2 separate regions of the Gossypium hirsutum genome follow, and region 1 is linked to region 2. Evidence: chromatin contacts called from public Hi-C data. All regions are on one chromosome and are shown on one strand. Each heading gives the region's core, a stretch centred on a gene start, on an enhancer-like site or on the middle of the called end of the contact. The rest is flanking DNA. Distances are from core to core; before and after follow the strand shown. Region 1 holds the start of LOC107924370 (auxin-induced protein AUX28). Region 2 holds the start of LOC107897854 (histone acetyltransferase GCN5).

Region 1 (5,748 bases), core at 873-3,372, 150 kb before region 2:
TCCTCAGGTCCACTTTCCGGAGATAGGGTGCGCCGTCCATGCTAACCTTCACAAAGGCGGCCTTCTCACCACTGTCCTCGCTGCCGCTGCTCTTTTGGGTCGCTAACATGTTCTTTCGGAATGACCGGACTGGTGGCCATCCCACAACTTGAGCCCTATATATAATAATATATATTAAATATACATGATTTTTAATTAATTAAACTGTTTATATTCACTATTCAGTTTCAAAATTGGGGCTAGGAAAATAGTGAGGGTAAATTTTATTTCTGTGATGAGTAATTAATGAAAAATTAAGATAAACCTTAATACATTGGTCACCTTCTCTACGTGTATATTTTGAATGAAATTAAACTTTGGTTTTGAGTTTATATATGTATATATTATCAATAATATTAGATGGAGGTGTAATCCTCAGTGTTTGTTATATATATATCATTTGTATATAAATTATAAGATTGGAGGTTTAATATGGATCTGCATGCTTTCAGCATTCAACTCTAAATAGTTTGCAAGAAATAGAAGCTAGCTAGAAATGAAGAGTTGTTTTGCTGAGCAAAAGTTGAATGTACTGTTAGTGTAATTCCATATTTCTATTAAATACATAATATTCCATGAGAACTCAATAGATAATAATAACTTTAATGCGGTCCTCCTTGTTTTTATCCTTTTATGTACTCCACCACACCTCATCATTTCAAAATGAAAATTTAAAATGTCTAACTTCACAATGAAACTATACACATAACTAACTAAAAAAGTTAGTGTGGGGGAAAATACTCTTTTGTTTCTCTCTATGTAATCATGTAATAACCCTAATCATCCTATAACTATATTTCCCAGCAAATACAAACTACAAAGCAAAAGCCAAACAATACTATTTCATTTACAGAAAAAGGAAGAACATACTTGGCAGGTGGAGGCTTAGCAGGATCAAGGTGAGAAGGGACAATATTTTTGTCCTTGTCATCAGTTGGAGAGGTGGAAATTAGGTTAAGCTTCAAATCAACAGTGTGGGAGAAGTCTCTCTTCCTTACAACCTCACCATCACCAGGCAACCCTAGCCTCAGCTCTGTCTCTTCATACCCCATTTTCTCCTTCTCCTTACCTCCCACTTCATCTCCTTCTCCTTTCATCCCCATCTTCACCCCTACTTCCATACCTTCTTTCTCAATTTCTTTTTGTAGTTTGTGTGTACCTAGGCTTTGGCTTTTGTGGGTTTTGAGTTGGCTTTGTGGCTTTGAATTAAAGAAAAAAAAAGGTTGGGGGGGGGGTTATATTGTAGAGATCGAGTATTACAAGGAGTAAAGTAAAAGAGTAAGAGGCTAAGAGCGACGATGGCGGAAGAGGAGAGTGTCGGGCCTTTCCAGTGTGTATTAATATACGGAGCGGTGGATTGTCGGTTTCTACTTTTTCCTAAACCCAACTCCCATATCACACGTGTCAATGCCTCTCACCTGGATTCTCCTCACTTGCTGTTCCGTTAGCTCATAGCATACAAAATTTCACTAAGTAAAATCAAATGGTTGTTTCATATCCTTATATATATATATATTCTCTTAAACTAACTAATTAGTTCCCTAATTTGTAATATTTATGAGAAAAAAGGAATCATATTGAAATGGAGTCTTGCATATAGAAATAGCAACACGAATATGAGATCCTACAGATACAGAGAACACTGCCGTAGCAATCAAAACTTAAAAAAATGTGTTGAATAGAAACATGGGCATGAAAGGTTTTGTTAGGCAGACTCGTGCGTGCTTTAATTTAGACTGCCTTGGAAAAGGCAAAAACAAACACCCGCAATTAATAATTTGACAGCCTACTATCAACTGGATTCTTACTATATATGGCAATGGCATGCACGTCAACTATTTTATGCCCGTTTCATTTCCATCTCTATTCTTAATGTATCTCAATTTTTATTAAGAAATTTTAATCAGTAATTTGAACTAAAGTAGCATTCTTTTTCAAACAATAACTAGTGTTTGAATTCAATGTAAAAACACAAACATCAAAACAGATATTAATTTTTCTAAGTTTAGATTGATTTTTCCAGTGTGTTGAAAATTGAATGTCATAGGAAAATTTTCAAATAAAAATAAGTAACACACCCAATTTTTTTATATTTCACACAAGTGTTACATATATATACACTAGGAGTGAACTTTCAAATAAATATTATCCTCAGTGATTGGTTGGAAAAGTGGGACCCGAGTGTGAGAAAAAGCATGTGATTAGATTCAGTGGAGAGGGAAATGTAAAAGGGACCCACAAAGTGGCCATGTGAAGTTGTTTGCTTATGCTTGTGTTATGTGTCGCCTATGTCTCTAACCCGATCCCATGTGCGCCGGTGCAGGGTATCCCCACTTCCCTGTTTTCCTCTATAACTTATGTAATTATTTTTCCCACTCAACCCTTGTTGAGTTGAGAACGTACGAGAACCCTTATGAAATCCCTAAACATTTTAACCTAATTAGTTGGAGTCCAAATTAAAAAGAATGTTGAAGGACGGTAATTAAGAATTAATGTGTGAAATTTTGGCATTTCTCATTCTTTTTTAAACTATAATATAACCCAATGATAGTCTCCATTTCATCATGATTCAATCTTTTATTCCATATTGGGCGGTGGTTATATTATATGCTCACTGAGATTTATAAAAATGAAAAATTTTATAGGTCAAATGAAATGAATATAGAGGGTGGAGTTAGAAACAAACCCAAAACAGCTGAAAATGGTAACAATATCAATACATGCAAGATTCTTGTTGCATGTTATCATATTCCTTTCATTCCCTTATTTTCTACACATTCAAATCTATTTACTTTTTAACTCTTTTATTTCTTAAAGTAATAAGAGGCATGAAATAAATATTTTATTTTGTACGTACGAACGTAAGCATAAAAAATTGACTGCACGCGGTCGGGTCCTTGGAGTAAGCCCTAAACTCATGTTTAAGATTAAGTTATAAAATTGATTCACTAATATTATTCATGAATGGTCGTTTTCGTTCTTGTTTATAAATCCAAGTTATGGGGAGCAGCACAATTAAGGTCCCCATAAAGATTGAATGCTGAAATTTGTGGCAATGCTTCTGTCCAACCACTCCAATCCCTATTGGTGAAAAGATCTGCAACATTTTATCTACCTTTTTTTCTTTAAACCTTACCACAATCCTACAATTATTTAATATCCTTGATGGGTTCTATATCCATCTATACTGTTTTTTTTATTAAATTGAATATTACTTTTCTTTGAAATGAATATTATTAAAAGAATATTTATGTATTTTAATAATTTATATAAAATCTTAAAAATAATCTACTTACAAATAAATTATTAAGGTTTAAACTATACCTCAACCATTACTCCAAGACTATATTCTTTCAATTTTAAACATAAAATGGTAAATATATTTGTTTTCAAAAAAAAAAAAATTCACTCACATACCGGGTATGATATGATCTACTTTTACTATAAAATTCTTGACCAAACGAATGCTACGAATTAACTAAACACCAACACCAATAATAATTATATAAAATTTTTAGTCCATATTTTAGGTTAGACTCAAGCTTGAAAAACTGGTTTACATGCCTTGCATGACATGACCTAACTTAGCCCACAAACCAGTCTAATTATAATGGTAAGTTTATCTTTTCATATGATATCATATCATATTAAATCATATATATATATATAAAACAAGGAACATCAACATTTTAACAAACTTTAAATTCTAGGTTAATTCTTTGTGCTCCAAAATACTTTTTTAATTATCATCTTATAAATTTTTTTATCTTTAATTAATAATTTATCCTAATTTTTATCATTAATAAGTAATTTAATATATATTTTAATCATATATACCTTAATCAATAATTTTTATCCTCAATTTTTATACTTCTTTAATATACCTTAATAAATATATCTATTTTTTATCTTTAATTAATGATTTTATATATTTTAATGATATATATGTGTATAGTTTAATACATCATATATATAATATAACAAGGTACATAGGCTATATATGCTATAAGTGTTTTTTATTTGATTTTTATTGTTTTTAATGATAATTTTAATAGTTAGATCTAATCTTTATTTTTAAAAATTATGTTTTTAATTTAAAATTAAAAAAATCTTTCTTTTGCTTATTTAAAATATAAACATAAAATGCATAATTATGTTATATCAATAATTATGTTAGTAATTTGTGAGAACTGGATCAAATCAACATTTTATGTGTAACACTGTACAAAAAATTACACATTAGATCAAAGTTTATGTAACACCCCTATCTCGTCTCCATCGTCGGATTAAGGTTACGGAGTATTACTATACAATTGGGAAACATCTATCAATATAACATTAAAATAAATAAATGACATTCAAAACATATCAATCATAAGCATTTTGTCCCTAAATCAAGCCTTCGCGGCCCTAAAAATAGCTCTGAAGCAATTCGAGACTAATTTGAAACAAAACTGAAGGTCTAAGAAAAAGTTGTAAAAATTGGGTCACACAGCCGTGTGAAAACACCCTAGGCCATCTAGGGACACACGGTTATTTCCTAGCACGTGTCCTCACCTGTATAACTCACTGAGTTGCCCCACATGCCCGTGTGATAGGCCGTGTAACTCACTAACTTGAAACACTAAGAAACTCACAAATGACACACAGCCGTGTCACTAGGTTGTGTGCACCAAATTTGACCTAAAAATCATGCCATTTCAAGATCAAACCATTCCTACTCCATTACTCCAATTATGCACACATTCAATAGATCTAGGCACTACTCCAACATACCTAAATATACCAAAATAATCAATCTATATTATCCAACTAATATGTCATTCAAAGGCACCGCATTTATATACTAAACATTTAGTCTCAAAAATGCTCAAGATACCTCTTTTACATGACATTAAGCAAATAAATATTTCACTATGATTAAAAACACTTCTTTCAACAACTATACATCAAGGGGTTCATCTATGTAATATATAAGTATACTTGTTTCATCCATACAAAGCATACCCTAAGCAAAACACACATCTCATTAATAAACTACATCTATCAACATTTCAAATGTAACACCCCTCACCCGAATCCGACGCCGGGACAGGGTTCGAGGTGCTACTAGACTTAACTCAAGCATACGCATATAAATTCGGACCATAAAATTTCTTTTAACTTGAAACTTTTCGTTCACATGCTTTATGTCCCTTGAACAGACTCACGAGGCCCAAAATATACATTAGAAACGGTTCAGGACTAGACCGAGAACTTAAGAAAAACTTAGAAAATTCATGCCTTAGGGCTCCACACGCCCGTGTGGGTATAAACCGTGTGGTCACACACGCTCATGTGGTTTGGGACACGCCCGTGCCCTTAGTTCGTGTGCAACACTGAATTTTTAGCACGGCCTCAACACATGCCCGTGTGGCCTACCCGTGTTCAATACTGTCTTTTAAGCACGGCTAAGGCACACGCCCGTGTGGCCTGCTCGTGTACTACACCGACCTAAAATTTTAAGTGCAGAGGACACACGGCCATGGCATACACCCATGGGAGTGAGCCATGTGTCACACACGGCCTACACACACGCCCGTGTGTCCAACCATGTGGACCCTAATAGGCTATTTCCCAAGCCTTTTGGTCACCTCTTTTTACTTCTTATGCTTAATGGTTACCAAATACAAAATAAAACATAATTATACCCTTGTAAATGATCTTGAT
Region 2 (6,071 bases), core at 3,024-5,523:
CCCTACAGCTTTGAAAAATTTTAATATATTTTGAGTACCCGATTTAGTCCCGGCTTGTTTTTAATGCATATTTTGGGCCTCGAAGGCTCGTATAAGGGACAATATGTTTATTTATTTGATCTATAAACTCTGGTAATGCTCTGTAACCCTTTTTCGGCGATAGATGTAGGTTAGGGGTGTTACATCACCTCGATATCCTCGACACACCAGAGTAGTCCTCTTCACTTACACTAGTAGGCCAGATGTCCCCGTAGGGATTATCGAGCATAAGCCATATAAGGATGATTGAGAGACTTCGTGGAGTGGATCTTTCTCAGTACCGATTATCTCATTCTGATCTTCAATATGAGCTGGAGGACTTCACTGATGATGTCCCCTTCCATCACGAGGATCCACCTCATCATCCATCTTCGAGTCAGCATACTACTTCTTCTGCTGCTACTTTAGAGGACCTCTCTGAGCAGTTCACTCGCTTCGAGCTACACTGCTTTCAGAGGTTCGACAGTATTGACGCGACATTGCAGCAAATCTGTCAACACCTCCATATATCCTTTTCAGCACTAGCGATTCACGATATCGATGCCTCTGACGATGATGATAATTAATTTTATTTGTTTTCTTTTTATTTTATGTTTATGTTTATGTTTATTTTTATTCTTAGTTGTTTTATTTTTATTTTTTTAGACTTATTTTATTTCTAATATTTTGAACCATATTTTCATTTTTATGGTTGTTTCTAATTGAGTTGTAACATTTTAATTTTCTTCACTATTTGTGTTTATTTTCTTATTAGTTTGCTCGGAAATCATGCACTACATTTAAATTTGCCTACAATTTCGCTTTTCACCATTCTGGCGATTTCATCCAATATTCAGAGCAATTTCAGTTTTCTCCCTCTCTTATGATATTCTGCTTATACTGTGATTATATCTGTTTATACATTGAGTACAATGTACATCATAAGTGTGGGGAGGTTATTTATATAATTATTAGAAAATCCTTGAATTATGTCTTGTGTTTAAGTGATTTTCTCATACTTCCATTAGAATAATTTTTTATCGATTTAGGATTTTTATTGATGTGTCTTGAATTAATTTGTAGATATTAGTGCATTGGTTGATTTAAACTTTAAGACATGAGAGAATCAAGCATGATAAAGTTATTTTTCAGAAATTAAAAATTTTAGGTTGTTTCCTTAAATTGAAGTATTATCTTGAAGTTTGAGATTTGCAAGTTTGACATCAAAGACCATGATTTTTGTGAGATTAGCATACATTTTTCCACCATTCCTCACAATACAAGAGATGTTGTCCATCAAAGTTCGCTAATTTTAGAACGTGATTTCTGTATAAAAGCAATTTTTTTATTGATCTTGTCTAGACGTCTCTCTCTCATTTTATATTTGTTCCACAAATGAACCAAAAAAGCTCATTTTGTTAGAATGCTAAAGCCAAATTTTATCATAAAAGCTTCATTATGTTCCTTAAACCGCATTATTCCAATACCATTATTGCCCATTGATTAACAACAAGTCTCTCAACTTATTAACTATGAATTTAATTATGAATCGTTTACGACCAAAACTGTCCATGAGTCAGACCGATGTCATGTTTTGAAAAAATTTCCATGCCTAGGCCCGTTTTCGGCCTAGCCTAACCCGCCTAAAAAGCTCATTTCACTGTTAAAAAAATGAAATATTAAAAACTATATATTTTTAATTGATATTATATATATTTTGTAATCAAATTTAAATTTGAAATATTTTTTACTATTTAAATTGAATTCGAGTTGGACTAAGCCGTTTCAAAATAAAAAAATTTCTGTACAAATTCAATCATTGAGGCTATCGAGTCGGGCAAGCTACCTGGCACTTGGATAAAGTCAAGTGTTGAATTTGAATGAAAATCCTTTATTTCATTTACTGCAAAATGTACCATCTAAGTTTTATCAGTGGCACACTCACTATTTGTAACTAAAAACTTTAATGGAAGTTATATTTCGAATGTTTTAAAACTGCCATTTTAAGTCTCACCAGTCTTTTTTAGAAGTATAGTTGTAAATTAATGTGTTTACTATGAGAAATTATTTTATGGACTATTTCCACCACATCATTCATGGTCCTGCCCAATTTCATGAAAGTTACATTTCAAATGTTTTAAAACTGCCATTTTAAGTCTCACTAGTCTTTTTTGGAAGTATAGTTATAAATTAATGTGTTTACCATGAGAAATTATTTTATGGACTCTTTCTATCACATTATCCATAGTCCTGGCCAATTAAAAGAATACATATTATCTCTTCTTCTTTTTTTCCATATCATATGTACATTTGGACTAAGCTTTCAAATCAAAGATGGTGTGTGTGTGTGTGTTTTTTTTAATTAAGTGGGACCATGAATGATGTAGTGGAAATGGTTCATAAAATAATTTCTCGCTTACCACTCTGGCAAAGAATCTCAAATGCATGTGCCATTTGAAATTAATTACTTTAAATAATTTTAACTAGTTATAATTTTTTTGTATTATTTTACTAAATAAAAGTTGTTTCATAATTATCAGCATTTTAGCTATCATGCTATATTTATAATAAATATAATACATGTTTATCACCAATTTCTAATCTTTTAATGATCTTTGATTTGGTTTAGTGTATAGTATAGCAAAAATAATTGTTAAGAGATTTTCGTTTGAAAATAAGTGAAATTATGGATGTTAAAAGCAACATTAAAGGTAAGATCTTGATGCCAAAAGAGCATTTTGGAATGATTTGGTTCATGGGTTTATTGGTTTTAAATGTTTTATTTTCATTTTAATGTTTGGATTGATGATTTTTTTTTTTGGTGAAAGATAAGAAAAGATACAACCAATTAAGCTATACCAAAGGGGTTATCTATAAGTGATAAGATATAGAAGTAACATATTTTAATCTTATTCTTAATGTATTTTTGGATGATTAATTATGCAAATTAGTGAATTTGATGCTCCTAATCCTTTAAATTCATGTTTCTATACTTAGGAGAGCATTTAGGAGCGAAAGGAGCAAAAAATGAGCCAAAATTGGACAAATAAAGCTGTTTTCGGGAGCCACACGGCTTGGGCATTTCTACATGGCTGAACAAACGCCCATGTGCCAACCCGTATCGATTTCACACCCTGCTTCCCAAATATGCGAAAAAATACAATTTTTAGGCTTTCTAGCATTCTAAACTCCATAAATACCAAATAGAAGAAGACATAAGGGAGCCATCAGAGAATATCGAAGAAAACACTCGAAGAACACCATCGGAATCAACTCAGAAGCGGATCTCCATCAAGATCGAATATCTCCTTTTAATTTCTTTCGAAATTTTATTGAGTTTCTTTATATCTTTCCAACCTAGCAAGCTATTTGGGTTGATTATCTTATTTTGTACTATTAAATTTTAAGTTGCTTTAAATATTTTTGACATTAATGAAAATTCTAAGTTTATCATTTTTTTTCTTTCATTTTTAAATGATAACTTTTATGTTTAGGTTGATTAGGATAATATAATATATTTAGGTTTTGGGTTTTAATTTATATATAAGAATTAGAGATAAATTTTAAATTTACATGTAAACTTTGATCTGATATGAACTTTGATTTGATATCATTTTATAATAGAAATTTCGATCTCAAGTTCATTGTATGAATAAAATTTTAATTATTCGGTTCTTTTGTACTAATAAAAAAATTTATATTTTATTTATAAATATAATTATTTGCGTATGTAATCTATGAATGTTAAATCAATAATCATATCAAATCAAATAAAAATATTAAATAATTATATTGTATTGAAAATTAAATCTGAATATTTAAATTATTCGTATTAATTATGATTTAATTTTCAGGTAGTGGGTAATTAAAACAAAGTTACCATTATTGTTCAATTGTTGTCTATTAAGGATTTTATTTTATTTATAGTTCTCTATGGTTGTATGTGTTGGGAATCTACTTCTATATTTGGTCTTTTACAGTAATGAAATATAGTGGATTTTGAATAGGATTATATTAGTAAGTAATAGTGTATTAATTTAGAGAGGAGAATTGATATAAATTGCTTAAATTGAATTTTTTATTTTTTAAATTTTTAATAATTTTTCATCAGATTAAAAGAATTAAACGAATTAATACCCAATTCGATTATTGGCCAAAAAAAAAAAAAACCCTTACAAACCAAACATTTTTATTCATTGGTTAAAATCTACCACAAGTCCTTATACTCTTTACAAATTAGGAATTTAGTCCTTAATTTAATTTTCATAGATAATTATTGACCCCAACGTTTTGGCCAACTGTAACAAAACCCTATTGACGAATTCCAAACCCAGGAAAGGGGGAGAACCGACACCGCCTCCGCGAAATGTAGACTTCGATACCGGCAAGTTAGTGTATCTGAGAATAACATTCAATTGAGCTTCTTTTTTCTTCTCTTCCCTCTGCAAAACCTAGCGTTACCCTTCAAAAGGTACCCTAATTGGATCGAGTTGACTCAGTTCGAGTTTCCATAGATGGATTCGCACTTAACCGCGCCGAACCGCTCTCGTAGCTCCCAGACCCCATCCCCATCTCACTCTGCCTCAGCCTCTGCTACTTCCTCCCTCCACAAGCGCAAACTCGCCGCAGCCGCGTCCGAGGACCACGCGCCTCCTTCCTCGTTCCCTCCGTCATCCTTCTCCGCCGACACTCGCGACGGCGCTTTGACATCCAATGACGACCTCGAGAGTATTTCTGCGCGGGGCGCCGACTCCGATTCTGATGCTGACGACTCAGAGGACGCCGTCGTAGACGACGACGAGGACGACTTCGACCACGAAAACGATTCCTCCATCCGCACTTTCACGACTGCTCGCCTAGAGTCTGGCGGGGGCGGCTCTGGTTCGGGTCGGAACACGAAGCTCAAGACTGAGAATTCCACTGTCAAGCTAGAGAGTGCCGATGGAGGGAAAGACGGTGCAGCCCCTGGTTCAGCACCAGTTGGGCCCACGGGTGCTGCCGCAGCAGGTGGGAGCTCAATAGCTGGGATTTCAACCAAGGAAGACGTTAAGATATTTACTGAGAATATACAGACTAGTGGAGCTTATAGTGCTAGAGAAGAGAGCTTGAAAAGAGAGGTAAAGTATCCAACGTTTTGAGTTGTGATGATAAAACCTGAACGCAATTTCTTTGCCCCAATAGGTTGTTTTTTCTCTTGAATTACGATGTATATATTAAAAACAAAAAATCAATTTCAGGAGGAAGCGGGAAGGCTTAAGTTTGTTTGCTATTCAAACGACGGTGTTGATGAGCATATGGTTTGGTATCTAAATTCTCTCTTTTAAGCATTCATGTTACGTTTTTTTCTCTGGATGATGTTGTAAAATCTTCGATAATGCATGGTTTCTTTAGTTATTAGTAGCCATTTATGACTATGGGGTAGGGTGTTTTGGTTTTGGATTTCTTGCAACTCACCATACTAACTTTGTGAACTGGTGATGGAAAATTAAGCTATATATATATTTTTTGATACTCAGGTTGATTGGGTTGAAGAACATATTTGGAAGACAACTACCCAACATGCCTAAAGAGTATATTGTTCGCCTTGTTATGGACAGGTATCAAGATAGACACTTTAGAAGCACACACTTTAAGATGAAAGACCTCGTTTTATTATGGATTTCTTTATTGGTTTGGGTCAAACATTCAGTCATCTTAATATATGAGTTGCTGGTTGACATTTTTGAACACATGACATAAGCCCAATTTTGATTCTTGAATATCTTGATTAATCCTCCTGCTGCTTCTAGCTGGCTTATTGTTCTTCTTTAATGAAATGACCTTCAAATTTGCTTGGTAATGAAATCATCAGCTTTTGTGCATTTTAAGGTCTCAGTTCTTCTTACTTTGGATTTTGTAGAAGCCATAAATCTGTGATGGTTATCAGACGTAATCAGGTTGTTGGTGGCATCACATATCGTCCATATGTCAAGTAAGATTCCTGGTCTTATGTTATTGTGAGTGAATCAATTTTCAGTTCCCTATTCAGTGTATTTTCCTATTTTGGCTCATTT

What was found. A called contact is a pair of places that touch in the nucleus more often than the background predicts.
Region 1: a Hi-C map of leaf shows a contact between it and region 2, with 4 times the contacts expected there. The contact joins the promoter of LOC107924370 here to the promoter of LOC107897854 in region 2. A contact is called at or near these places in 10 of 34 Hi-C or Micro-C datasets (callus, hypocotyl and leaf).

What each region holds. Positions count from the first base shown.
Region 1 is chrA11:14,862,570-14,868,317 of Gossypium_hirsutum_v2.1, reverse strand. It overlaps LOC107924370 (auxin-induced protein AUX28), which reads right to left and starts at 2,122. Exons shown (of 5, transcript XM_016854778.2): 1 at 910-2,122; 2 at 1-155. The coding sequence starts at 1,160.
Region 2 is chrA11:14,713,031-14,719,101 of Gossypium_hirsutum_v2.1, reverse strand. It overlaps LOC107897854 (histone acetyltransferase GCN5), which reads left to right and starts at 4,273. Exons shown (of 13, transcript XM_016823439.2): 1 at 4,273-5,135; 2 at 5,256-5,320; 3 at 5,535-5,615; 4 at 5,918-5,989. The coding sequence starts at 4,533.